2 separate regions of the Sus scrofa genome follow, and region 1 is linked to region 2. Evidence: chromatin contacts called from public Hi-C data. All regions are on one chromosome and are shown on one strand. The core of a region is the stretch at or near the end of the contact, and the rest is flanking DNA. Distances in the headings are between cores, read along the strand shown. Region 1 holds the start of RNF144A (E3 ubiquitin-protein ligase RNF144A). Region 2 overlaps RNF144A (E3 ubiquitin-protein ligase RNF144A).

Region 1 (5,458 bases), core at 1,948-4,447, 92 kb before region 2:
TGATAGCTGACATCCCATATCCCAGGACATAAAACCCCGCCGGACTCCTGCGTGCCTCTAAGGAGAGCGAATCAGAACCACAACTGACATTTGATTGCCAGTAATGCTTTAGAAATAAGGAACTGAATTGAAGCTAATTTTACAAACGGAAGAAAGGTGACATTTCTGTGCCTTCAGAATGTGATTGTGAGTGTATGCATCCTCCATTGTCTAAAAAAGGTTTTATTTTAAGCCAAGAGGGTGAATCTTGAGCTTCTTCCGAGTTGGTACCTCGAGGAGAAACCTGGGAATGGATTTCCATATGGCCCGCCTCCGGCCCATTGACTGCGGCCCTGACTCCCTGGCCGTAACTATTAGGAAACCATTGACTGAAACCGCCCGCCTGGGTCAGGCAGATCCCCGCCACTTGCAGGAGTTGTGTCACAACAAGAGGCCCTGATGGGGAAGGTGCTGCCCTGAGGGCCAACCGGGAGGAGTTGGCAGGGGCCCGTAGGAGGGAGGAGACGACTAACTTCCCAGGATCCTTGGTGCCAGAACCAACTTCTTGGTTGGTTCCCTGAGTCACACCAAGTATGGGCTGAGCAAGACGATTGGCCAGAAAGACCTGGAAACTAACCCCATTCCCATAAAACCAGAGACTGGCGAGCAATTCTCCGGGGTTTCCTCCCCCTTGCTGCTCTCTGCCTGGGCGCCCCTTCCCCACAGGCTTTCGCTTTGTCAGCCCCTGTGTCTCCTCAGACCATGCATTTCCCAGTGTCAGACAGGAGGCCACGCTCGGGCCCTGGAAGGGGCGCCCCTGGCTGTAACAGAACCATCCAGCACAGAACCTTGCCTTTAGTAGGTCTTCAAAGAGGAGGGGCATATTCAGAAGTGGGTGATGAGTCCCACTGCCCGCAGTCACAAACACCATGGGTATCTTTTCAAATGAGCTTGATATGACAAAGCTCTCAGTGAGGAGCTCCTGATGTGGTACGGTGGGTTAAGGATCTGGCATTGCTGCAGCTGTGGTGTAGGTCACAGCTTCGTCTCAGATTTTATCTCTGGCCTGGGAACTTCTATATGCCACAGGTGCGACCATAATACAAAACCAAAAAGCCAAAAAAACAACCAAAAAAAAACCCCTGAAAACATCTGGGTAAGATGGCTGAGAGCCCCGACCCGTGCAGAGGACTGGATTGAAAACCATCCAGTGATGGGTGGGCGTGACCTTGAGAAACACAGGCTGCTTATCTGAGAGACCAGGAAGGTTGTTCAGCAGCACAGCTCAGAGCAGATGACTCTGGCAGTTAGGCTGCACAGGCCCCATGTGAAACCCCACACAACAATTACTTCATGGCTGTTCTGCAGAATCTTATGACCTGATAATCAGAGAGAAGTGTAACAGATGCCATGATCAGCATGGAGACACACTATTATACAATGTCACCAGGAATCTGGGGATGGGGGAGGCACTGGTGGATTAGGAAGACTCCAGGAAGAATAAGTGCATCTGAGATGCCCTGGATGGCCTGATGCAAATGGCATCATCGGGGTGGCATCCTCTTTCCCCATGTCCCCCACAACAGTCGTGTTAATGGCCGCAAACACACGTGGGAAGGAAGTCACAGGTACACACACATGCACACACACAGACACACGCATCCCCGGGGAAGCACGTACAAGTCTCAATGGCACAGGTGGGTAAGAGGCTGGTGTGTGCACCTCATCACTCCCGGGGCAGCCTCAGCTGTTTCCTCCCCACTTGACTCCCAATGTCCCTGCTTACCACAGAAACATCTGCATCTCAGCACGGACCCATTTATCACCTTCCCTGTGTGTCTGCTGCCATCCTCTCATTCATTCATAGAATCACTCATTCACAAGGAGTATCACACCCCTACCTCCCAGGTACCACAAGCAGAGGATGGGGCGGGGGTGGGGCTTATATTTTCTGTGAAGCTTAGGCCTTTCTGCAGAACTATTGTCATTTTCAAGTGCTGGTAAGATTCTTTCCATTGTGCCTTTTGCTTGAATGATGACATTTGCACAAAGAATTTGACAGAGGCATCAGAAATGCTCATTCATATTTGGGGGAGGGAAATATTTACCAGAATAACTGCTCAATGTAGAGGAGATGGATTTGTGATTTTTTTTTTTTAAAGATGTATATGCAGTAGAGGAAGACAAATTATGCAGAATGTCAAGACAGTTAGGAATCTTGTTTAATTGGGGGAAAATGAGACAGGGAACAGCTAAGGGTGATGGAGTGAATCCTGAACATTTTCCAGTTACGTCGATACTTCTTTATGCATATCTGCCTTACTGAATCCCTGCCAAGATCTGCATTTTTCAGATAAGAAAATGGAAGCACAACAAAGTTAAGTAACTTAAGGTCACGCGGCTGGTAGGTGATGCATCAGAATTCAGAGGCGAGGCTGTGGAGGGAGGGCGCCGAGGAAGGGACCTGTGATGTGGGTTTCCCCTCACTTCTGCAGAAAAGAGCGTCTCCTTTGAAGAAAGCATTCTTCATACACACCGGTTATTTCTGTTCAACTCTGCATGCCTGAGACACATGATTTAGCGCTTGGGTAACTTCTACCAGAGGGAGTGGCAAAGATAAATCTTACAGGAAAATTCTACCTTCAAAGATCTTGGACTCTAACAAGCTGGGAACCCTAAGAATAGGAAAGAAATTGCTGTGCCAGGAACTCTGGAATCCACAGAACGGAGGGACTGCCAAGTTGCCCCCTCTCCTCCATCCTTCAAAGCGATGAGGGAGTGGGGCAGAAAGACATGTGACGCTGGCACAGCAAGGCCCTCAGCCTTCATCGCGAGGTCCTCACATGCCAGGGCATCAGGCCGAGGTTCTAGGGGGCCCGATCTGGTCGGTGGCAGGACTGGAGCCCTGGCCTCCTGCGCAGCCGGAGAGGGTTTCTACCGCCGGCCAAGCGTGTTTGGGGCTCACCCACTACTCTCCGAGCTGGCTCATCTTGAGGCCCCGGAGCATCCGCCTCAGGGACGGTCTTCTGGCCGCCGCCGGACGAGGCGCCTCGTGATCCCCTGGGCGGCGTGGGCCCCGTGGTCCTCGGTGGGCGAGCGGGAGTCCCCGGGCCTGCGCGGCCGAGGGCGGGGCGCGGCGGGCGGGCGGGCTGGCGGCAGGGGGCGCTGCGCGCCGGGCGGGGGCGCTCGGGCCGAGCCTCTGCGCCCCGCGTCTTTGTGCCGCTCGCGCCGCCGCCCACTCTCCCCCCGCGGGCGGTGCGCCCCGGCTGGAGGGCGGGCGGGAATAAAGGGCGGCTCCGGGCAGGGCGGCGCGGGCGGCCCACTTGCAGCGCGGACCCAGGCACCCGACCGCGGACCTCGGCGCGGAGCTCGGAGCCCCGCCCGCGGCCGAGCAGGAGCGGCGGCCCCGGGGCCCCAGCCGCGCGGGACCAGGTGGGTGTCGCGCGTCCCCTTTGTGTCCGTCTCGCGGGAGCTGGGCGCGGCCGAGGGGCCCGGTGGAGGTGGCGGTGCCGAGCCGGCTTCGGGCGCGGGGATCGGGCGGGGGCGATGGCGGGTCCGTGCCAGGGGCGCCACCCTGGCCTTGCCCCTCGGTGGCCCCAGGGCCGAGGACACGTTGGCTCTGCATCGGCATGTGCCCGCGCCCCGGCCCGTCAGGGGGAAGAGGTGGCGGGCGGGGACGGCTCTGGGTTGGGGGCTGCAGGACTCATGCCCAGTTCCAGGAGGTCTGGCGAGGGCGACCTGCTGGGGAGCGGGGAGGCGGCCAAAGGTCAGCCTGGTGGAGTGGGCGGGTGCCCTGTGAGCTCGGCGGTGCATGTCCAGATGCCCAGTGACCTCAGTGGCCCGCCTCCCTGCTTCCCAAACCGTCCTCTCCCAAGGGGTGCGCAGAAACTTCCTTGTTGGTCTAAGCACCCCACCAGCAGGCAGTGATGCCCCGACTCCCCTGCACCATCCCGGGCACCCAGCCCTGGGAACTCGTGCGAGCCGGGAGCCGTAGGGTCAGGCATGGGGAGAAAGGGGTTACTTTCTGTACCCTGATGGTCTCCATAGGCAGGTCTTAGGGTGATTGGTCACGACAAAAGTTCTCTCTCTGCCCTCTTCCCAGTGAAGAAGAAGAATAATAAACCCACTAGAAAAATATCCCACAGTTGCCTTGTGCCAGGCCTAAGGTGGGGAAGGCGGCCCAGGGAATCCTGCTGACCCTTGGGGAGGGAGCTCTGGTCTCTGAGCCAGGAACAGACCCCACTTGGTCTTGCTCTCAATTGTTGTGGGAAGGAAGCGCTTTCCTAGGAGGGGGGCCTGGGGATCTAATAAGGACACATTCCAGTGCACCGGCCAGGGGCAGCCGGCAGACAAGCTGTGTTGAAAAGTGTAAGATGGAAAATGAGGTGGTGCAGACCCTGCGGAGCTTGGGCGACTTCCCAGGAGGGCGAGGCCCGGAGAGGAGGGTCTGGGCTGCTGCTCAGGAGGGTGACAGAGCCATGCTTGAAGGTGGGGCGGGTTGCAGGTGGTAGAAGGAATCTGGGCAGAGGGAACTGCCCAGCAGAAGGAGGGGATGGAACTTCAGGGGTGTGCCCCGAACTTTCCCGCACTTGCAGCTCCAGTGCCCCTGGGATTGGAATCCCTCTCCTGGTACCGAGGATGACCTGGTCTTTTGAGGTTTTCTAGGGCCTTTTCAATTTTTGCTTTTCTTATTTTTTTAGAGAGTGCAAAGGAACTATGCCCAGAGTAGTCAGATGAGGGTAAATCGTGAAATTGGGCATTCCGGGCCCGCTTTAAACTCGATCCTGTTGCTCTTAGAGTCACGGATGGTTTTGGAGGAGAGTGAGCGGAGCACTGCTTTAGAGTGAAGAAGGCATGTGGAGTGTGCGGCCTTTCGTCCCAGCACGGGCTCCCACCTCCGCGCTTTATCAAAGGTCAGGCAGGGATTGAGAACCTACTGAGAAACCTGGATGGAAATGACCTCATTTTAATGGGGGGAGGGGGTAGTTTCCAGATCCAGCACAATTACAGTTGGAATCCTGTTGAAAGCTGCTCTGATTGAAATGTCAGTACCCTTGGAAGGGGAGCTGATGAAGGGTGAACTCAGGTGGGGGGAGCAGCGGGCAGAGGAACGGTGTAGTGCCCGTGGGCCCTGAAGATGGGGGTATGAAAACTGCAAGGGCACTTTCAAAGCCCTACATTCCGTAAACGTGTTCCAGTTCCCCGGGTTCACTCCTGTGTGGTCCCTGCATCCAGATTGTCACCTGAGCGTGCTGCTTGTCCTGTGGGTTGATGTGGTTTGGGAACTGGAAGGGCCCTCACACACTTTAGCTGGAGCCGCTGGCGCTCAGTGGGGGAACGTGCGGCTCAGCCAGACGGCGGGCAGGGCCAGACGCTGGGAGCCACGTCGCCTGTTTTTCCACTGTGGTTCATAATTTGGCCCTACCACCGCCTTTTGTTCCACTTTCTCCTCCCTCTTGAGAGTCTTTCTGGTGTCGAG
Region 2 (5,764 bases), core at 417-2,916:
CCGAAGTGTATTTGAGGGCTACGGCTTCCCAGCTCCCCTCTGCTCCCCCAATAGGCTCACTGGCGTGGTATCTGCCAAGTTGGTGCTCAGGGACTCAACCGCATCCTTAGTCCTGGGGCAGAAGAGGTATCCCTCGAATATTTGTGGAGTGAACAAAACCTCTAATTTGCTGGTTGCTATGGGCTACACGGCGAAAATACAGAAAACTGTCCTGCAACCGTGGGCCTGTTTTGTCTTTTTTTTTTTTTTTTTAATGCATCACTGCTCCTTCAGCCTTAAGGAAGAAAAGATGTTTAAAAAGATGTCTCTGTTTCTGTTTTTCAGTGCCTGAAACAGTATGTGGAGCTCTTGATCAAAGAAGGATTAGAAACTGCCATTAGCTGCCCGGACGCTGCCTGCCCCAGACAGGGCCACCTGCAGGAGAATGAGGCATGTAGCTGGGGAACTAGGCGCTGCCAGGCACCAGCCTGGGCATCAGGGGGGTCCCGGGATCTGGGGAACTGGGCTCTGCTGGGCACCAGCCTGGGCTCCTCTCTGCATCAGGGGGTCCTGGGCTCTGTCTGGGTGGACCTGGAATTGCATTCTAGCCCTCAGATTGTTTCACTCCTTTTTCTATTTTTTCCCCCGTAGATTGAGTGCATGGTAGCAGCTGAAATTATGCAAAGATACAAAAAGCTACAGTTTGAACGAGGTAGGTGTCCCAGTGTCTTAGCTGGTCATGACTTCTGTGACAGAATCCAGGGAACGTGGGGCACTGCTTTTGGTGGATAGGACTGTGCGTCCTTTGCCTGCAGCAGGAGGTGGAAAGATGCATCTAAATGAGACTTCTGAAGTTTCCCTGTCATTTGAAGTCTCTGCAGAGTTTGCAGCTGGAAGATGGCCTCTGTTGGCAGCAGGTCTCATCGGTCACAGGGAGGATCCATGCAACACAACTTGCTTCTGGGAATTTGGGACTATGGGGTGCCTTTATGAGACCCTCATGGGGCATGCATCCTTCAGCCAGTTAAGGCCTATGGTTGGAGGACTACCTCTTTGAACTTCGTGGAATGTAAAAGCTACAAAGGCGTGGAAGGACGTGCCGAGGTCAGGCAGAGGGGAACGGGGACAGTCACCATCCTGACCACACGTCCGTCCACCTAGTGCAGCCCAGATCTCGTTTCGCCAGGTCTCACGGCTGCCTGGCAAGCTTGTCCATCTCATGCCTGACACGGCAGGGGCCAGCTGACGTGCCCCGATTTCTGTCTCTGGCGGGTGGTGGGGTGGGGAGTGGATAAGGTCCCCCCGCTCCCCACGGTGGCCCGGGCAGCCCTCCTGACTGGATCCGGGCCTCTCCAGCATTAAGACACGAGAGCCTTTCAGGACGGGTCTCTCTCTGCTCTCCGACACACACCAGGATCACAGCGTGGTGTTTTAGAGCCTGTAGGTTCTGGGTGGCCTTGTTCCCACATGTATTCTGGACCTTGGACTCAGCTGAAAAGCAGCAGAGTGACAGAAAGGGTTGATGAAGTCCTATAGGTAAGACTTTACTGTGAAGATGCCACATCCAGATTCTAAAGCTTTTAGCTCGGTTTGTGATCCCTGAAATCCAGTCTTTCCTCTTCCTGGGCTGCTGCTGGCTCCTTTTCTGGACTGGGCATTCACGAGAGGTGCCGCCCTGGGATGTGTGTTTACAGGAAAACACCATCGGCTTTGGAATGCAGGATAGGCCGGACAAAAGTGTACAAAGGCTCCTCCTCGAGCTGAATGTGGAAATTTCTCTCTCTCTCTCTCTCTTTTTTTTTTTTTTTTTTTTCAAGGCATGCTAAAGATAGCTGCATTTCCTCTTGAGGTTCACTTCTCAAAAAAAAAAAAAGCAATATGTTGCCAACTTAAAAAAAAAAATCAAACAGAATTTTTGACAGCCTTAAATTCAAGAACTTATTGGTTTAAATGCCATATGTCATTTGGTTTGGGGCAGTTTGTAGTTTAAATATAATATCTTATGATACAAAAGTTAATATGTGCAGCTAAAAAATTGATCAATTTGGATTTCTGAGACTTTGAGCCTCTCCTGAAAACATTTTCCGGAGAGAATCTTGACAGAACCTGACAGTAATTTGGGTTACCAGAAAATGAACTTTCCATGACATTGAATTTTAAAATGCAGCTGGGTAAATGTTCCTACTTAATACTTTTAACTCTTGTTATTTTTTTCAGTACTTTGGCTTAGTCAAAGAAGATTGTTTTTTCATTTGCATAATGAGGAAGCCAACTTGACTTAAGTTAAATAATCTCTCTCAAACCCATCACTTGAAAGCCTTCTGCTAACATTACAATCAAAGCAGAAAAAAAAAAAAAAAAAAAAGAATGAACATGGGCATTATAGGACCATAGGACCAAAAACCTGTAGGAATGAATTAAAATGTTAGAGCCAAAATACAGCTATATAGCCAGTCACTGGGCAAATTCTGGGGCAGGATCAGTGAAGCAGGTTTCAACCTACTCTTCTCCTTTGAAATTCACTGGGGAGGATGCTGACTGGAGAAAAGTGACATTTTCCATGATGTTCTGACAACATGTAGTTCGTAAAAATTCCTGTGGTTACTTTAAGTTGCAGACACTGTCTCCATTTGCTCTCGGAATGTCCCATCTTATAAACAGAGCTTTGATTTTAATCTAAAGTCCTCCCTCCTCCCACTGGGGACCTGGGGAGGCAGGAGGCCAGGAGGGAGGCTGCAGGGCCCTTTCTGAGCACTTCCTCCCCACCTGGAAGACTCTCCCGGGCAGGAGGGGACAGCTGCCAGGGAGGGTCCATCACCCCAGCTCGCATGCCTCACCGCACTACACTTGAGCTCTGTTTGGATGCCGACCTTGCCACGCTGCAGGTGTTTATTTACATACCCAGGGCAGTGAGTGCTGGACCAGAAGGAGAGGGGTCTCTGGGCCTGCTGCCCTTCACAGCGTGCTTCTCAAAGGACAACCGTGTTTGAGCAAGAAAAGCACCCTTTTAAAGAGTCTTGGGCTTTTTGATAAGTAGGGCTTCTGGGCACCTGCTTCATTAATCTATTATGCATATCTCTCTGGGAAATGGGAGTTAGATGAGTTTCTTCTCCTGTGCCAGAAAATACACTGCTTGCCTTGTTTAAAAATAGATTCTATGCAAATATGCACTTATATAAATATTAGGGACAATATTTATGTATCATAACAGGTAAGATATAATGTATCTCATACATCATGTAAGCTATATGTGTGATAGAATAATAGGTAGGTAGATAGACATAGATACATATGTATTTTTACATCCTGGAAACAAAAACTCTGATGTTGCCTTGTGTGGATTTTCTTATTGCTGGAGTCCCGTCTTGTGCCCCAGCTGGCAGAGTTCAGCAGTGAGAATGATGATGCAGGTGTTACTAGACGCCCGAGGGAGGAGCCCGGGCTGTGCTCACAGGAGGGGCACACGTGCCAGCAGCCAGGGAAGAGTTCTGAGCTGGCAGATGGATGGGGCGGGCCGTTTGCCCCCCGATTCTCCCACAGGGACTCTCCCACGGAGATGGGTGGTGCTGTGTCACAGCTCCTCAAGGACAGAAGTCACACAATTTAAGTCATTACCATGGAAACCCTAACTAGGTCTCCACTGCCGTGTGCTGCAGAACTTAATTGGGCCTTTCATGAAAAGGCAGCTCAGTCACTACACACGCTCTTGTTCCTGTTCTGAGAGGAGTGGTGGGGAGGTGACGCTTGGGCGCTTGCCCCGAGATGCAGGTAGAAAGCTGGTCCCCTGATGAGGTCACAGAAGAAGGAGAGCAGGAGGAACTGGAAGGATCTCAGTTGGACAGCACTGTCCCTTCGGTGTTCTGGTGGACCATCACTCCACGCCTTGTCAGGTCGGCAGTGAAACACCCAGCCGAGGAGGTAGCTGCACCTGTCCGCCCATGTTTGCACGCCCAGCGCCCACACTCTGCAGCACGGTCCTCGGATGCCGTGCACAACGGGGCCCTGAGACGTGGTTGAGGCAGAGCCCTGCTCACATCCGCACAGGTGGGAGGCAGAGCTGATAGAGAAATTCCAGAGCTGGTGGGGGGATGGGGGTGGGGCAGGAGTGTGACTCAGATGGGGGAAGGGGAGCACTACCAGGTAGAAGGTGCGGAACCCTGCCAGAGGCCTTTGCCGTTTCCTCCCAGGGCATACTTCTTCCGCCCCCTGGAAGCACCCCTGCCCTGGGCCACCCCCTCACCCCTCCCTCCCTTGCCTTTTCCTGCTTCTCAGCCCAGGGAGCTACAGGCAGCTGCCCCCACACGTGTGCCCAGGAGGCAACAGCTGCCTTTTCCCACAAAACCACCTCCTCGGATCTGACAGCCAGAAACAGTCTTAGAAAAGCAAACACTCAGCTCAGCTCATGACAAGAGCTAATTTTACCCCTCCACTCACCATGAGGCGCACCAGGAGGCCTTTACATCATTACAGTGAAAAGCAATTAAAAAGTGTCACATTTCCCTGATTGCCAGAGTTCCTTTGTATTATCAAGACTTCTAAAACTTCTGCCAGACCCACCCATTGGATAGCTTTATACTGTTGATTAATACACCTTAAAAAGAGAAAAAAAGGTCAGGAATCAGCCAACCATGGCCAGTGGACCAGATCAGCTCGGCCCCCATCCTGGCGTTGTGAATAAAGCTTTATTAGAACACTCCGTCACGAGTCAGCATGGCTGCCTCTGCGCTGCCACAGTGGAGCTGAGTCGCTGGATGGAAAACCGCTGGCCCTCAAAGACTGACACTCCCTGTCAGCCCTGGGATTGGAGGAGGAGGAGTTTTTAGTCAGGTTGCACCTGACATGAGTTCCTTCATCGAGGGCAGAATCTGACTTCTGCATTTGATGGGGAACGTGGCAAACTCAGGTGTGGCCTGTCCGCAGCCCCTGACAGCCTTGGCCGGTTGAAGGTCCCAGTGCTTGCAGTTCTGACGTGGGTAAAGCTTCCCACTCCAGTGATGGCTGCTCACGTGGCCGAGACACCTGCAGGGCCGTTCCTCGTCTCCCAGTTCCCAGCACAAGGCAGTGGATTCCTTCTCAAGGGCAACCCTGCTGAACAGTTCGGGCCTCAGGGGCTCACTTGGACCCTGTGATCCTTTGGCCTCCCCGGAGTTTGGGCCTTGCATCAGCATCCACGTGGCTTCCTGTCCATTGCCTGTAGTTGAGGGTCCAGTCATACTGGACAAAGGGTCCAGGGCACGAGGAACCAGGCTCCCAGGAAGGGCAGCTCGGGACCATCATTTAAAGAGATGCGAGAAGTGAATGCAGATACGAAGGAATGGGAATGTCAGGCCCTCCTCTTTCTCAAAGTAAACGGACTGACGACTTCATTAAATCAGGCTTCTTGTGCTGCGGGCCCACTTTGGAGGAAGAGCTGCTGCTGGAGCGTGAATGCGCAGGTCTCACCTCAGTGCTTTGACTTAAACTTGGCGGGAGGCAGTCACAGGCGGATGAGGCCTTTGATGAGAGGAAGAGGCGGCCACCTGCCTTCTCTCTTTTCTTTCCATCCTTAGTGGGCATTTTGGGGTGCCGACTGTGCTGCTCACTGGGCCAGGCTGTGAGGCTATGAGCCTGAGGCTGGAGCCTGGCTGGTGGAAGCCGTGTCCTGGGCAGGCGGGCAGGGACGCCAGAGGCACGGCCTGGACCTTGAGGCTTCCAGGATATAGGGGTTCTTGAGGATCGGGGGTGGGGTGGGGATCTGCTGCCCCCCAGTGTGAGTGGGGTGGGGGTAGGGTGTGGCTGGAGAGGG

Evidence for each region. Hi-C and Micro-C count contacts between places; a contact is called where the count stands out from the background.
Region 1: a contact with region 2 is called in a Hi-C map of subcutaneous adipose tissue, with 2.9 times the contacts expected there. The contact joins the promoter of RNF144A here to the enhancer-like site in region 2. A contact is called at or near these places in 4 of 5 promoter capture datasets (fetal liver, fetal skeletal muscle and liver), 15 of 47 Hi-C or Micro-C datasets (adipose tissue, alveolar macrophages, blood and 9 more) and 1 of 2 datasets of contacts at active chromatin or transcription factors (skeletal muscle).

The regions. Positions count from the first base shown.
Region 1 is chr3:128,864,842-128,870,299 of Sscrofa11.1, reverse strand. RNF144A (E3 ubiquitin-protein ligase RNF144A) reads left to right here and starts at 3,197. Exons shown (of 11, transcript XM_021087902.1): 1 at 3,197-3,411.
Region 2 is chr3:128,771,038-128,776,801 of Sscrofa11.1, reverse strand. It overlaps RNF144A (E3 ubiquitin-protein ligase RNF144A), which reads left to right. Exons shown (of 11, transcript XM_021087902.1): 6 at 325-429; 7 at 631-691. Among named protein-coding and RNA genes, the nearest start is that of RNF144A, 93 kb to the left of the region's middle. Within about 2 kb of position 1,666, at least 12 of the 83 cell types and tissues checked have an H3K27ac peak or open chromatin away from gene starts, as enhancers often do. A contact at or near this core is called in fetal liver, omental adipose tissue and subcutaneous adipose tissue, where this site is marked.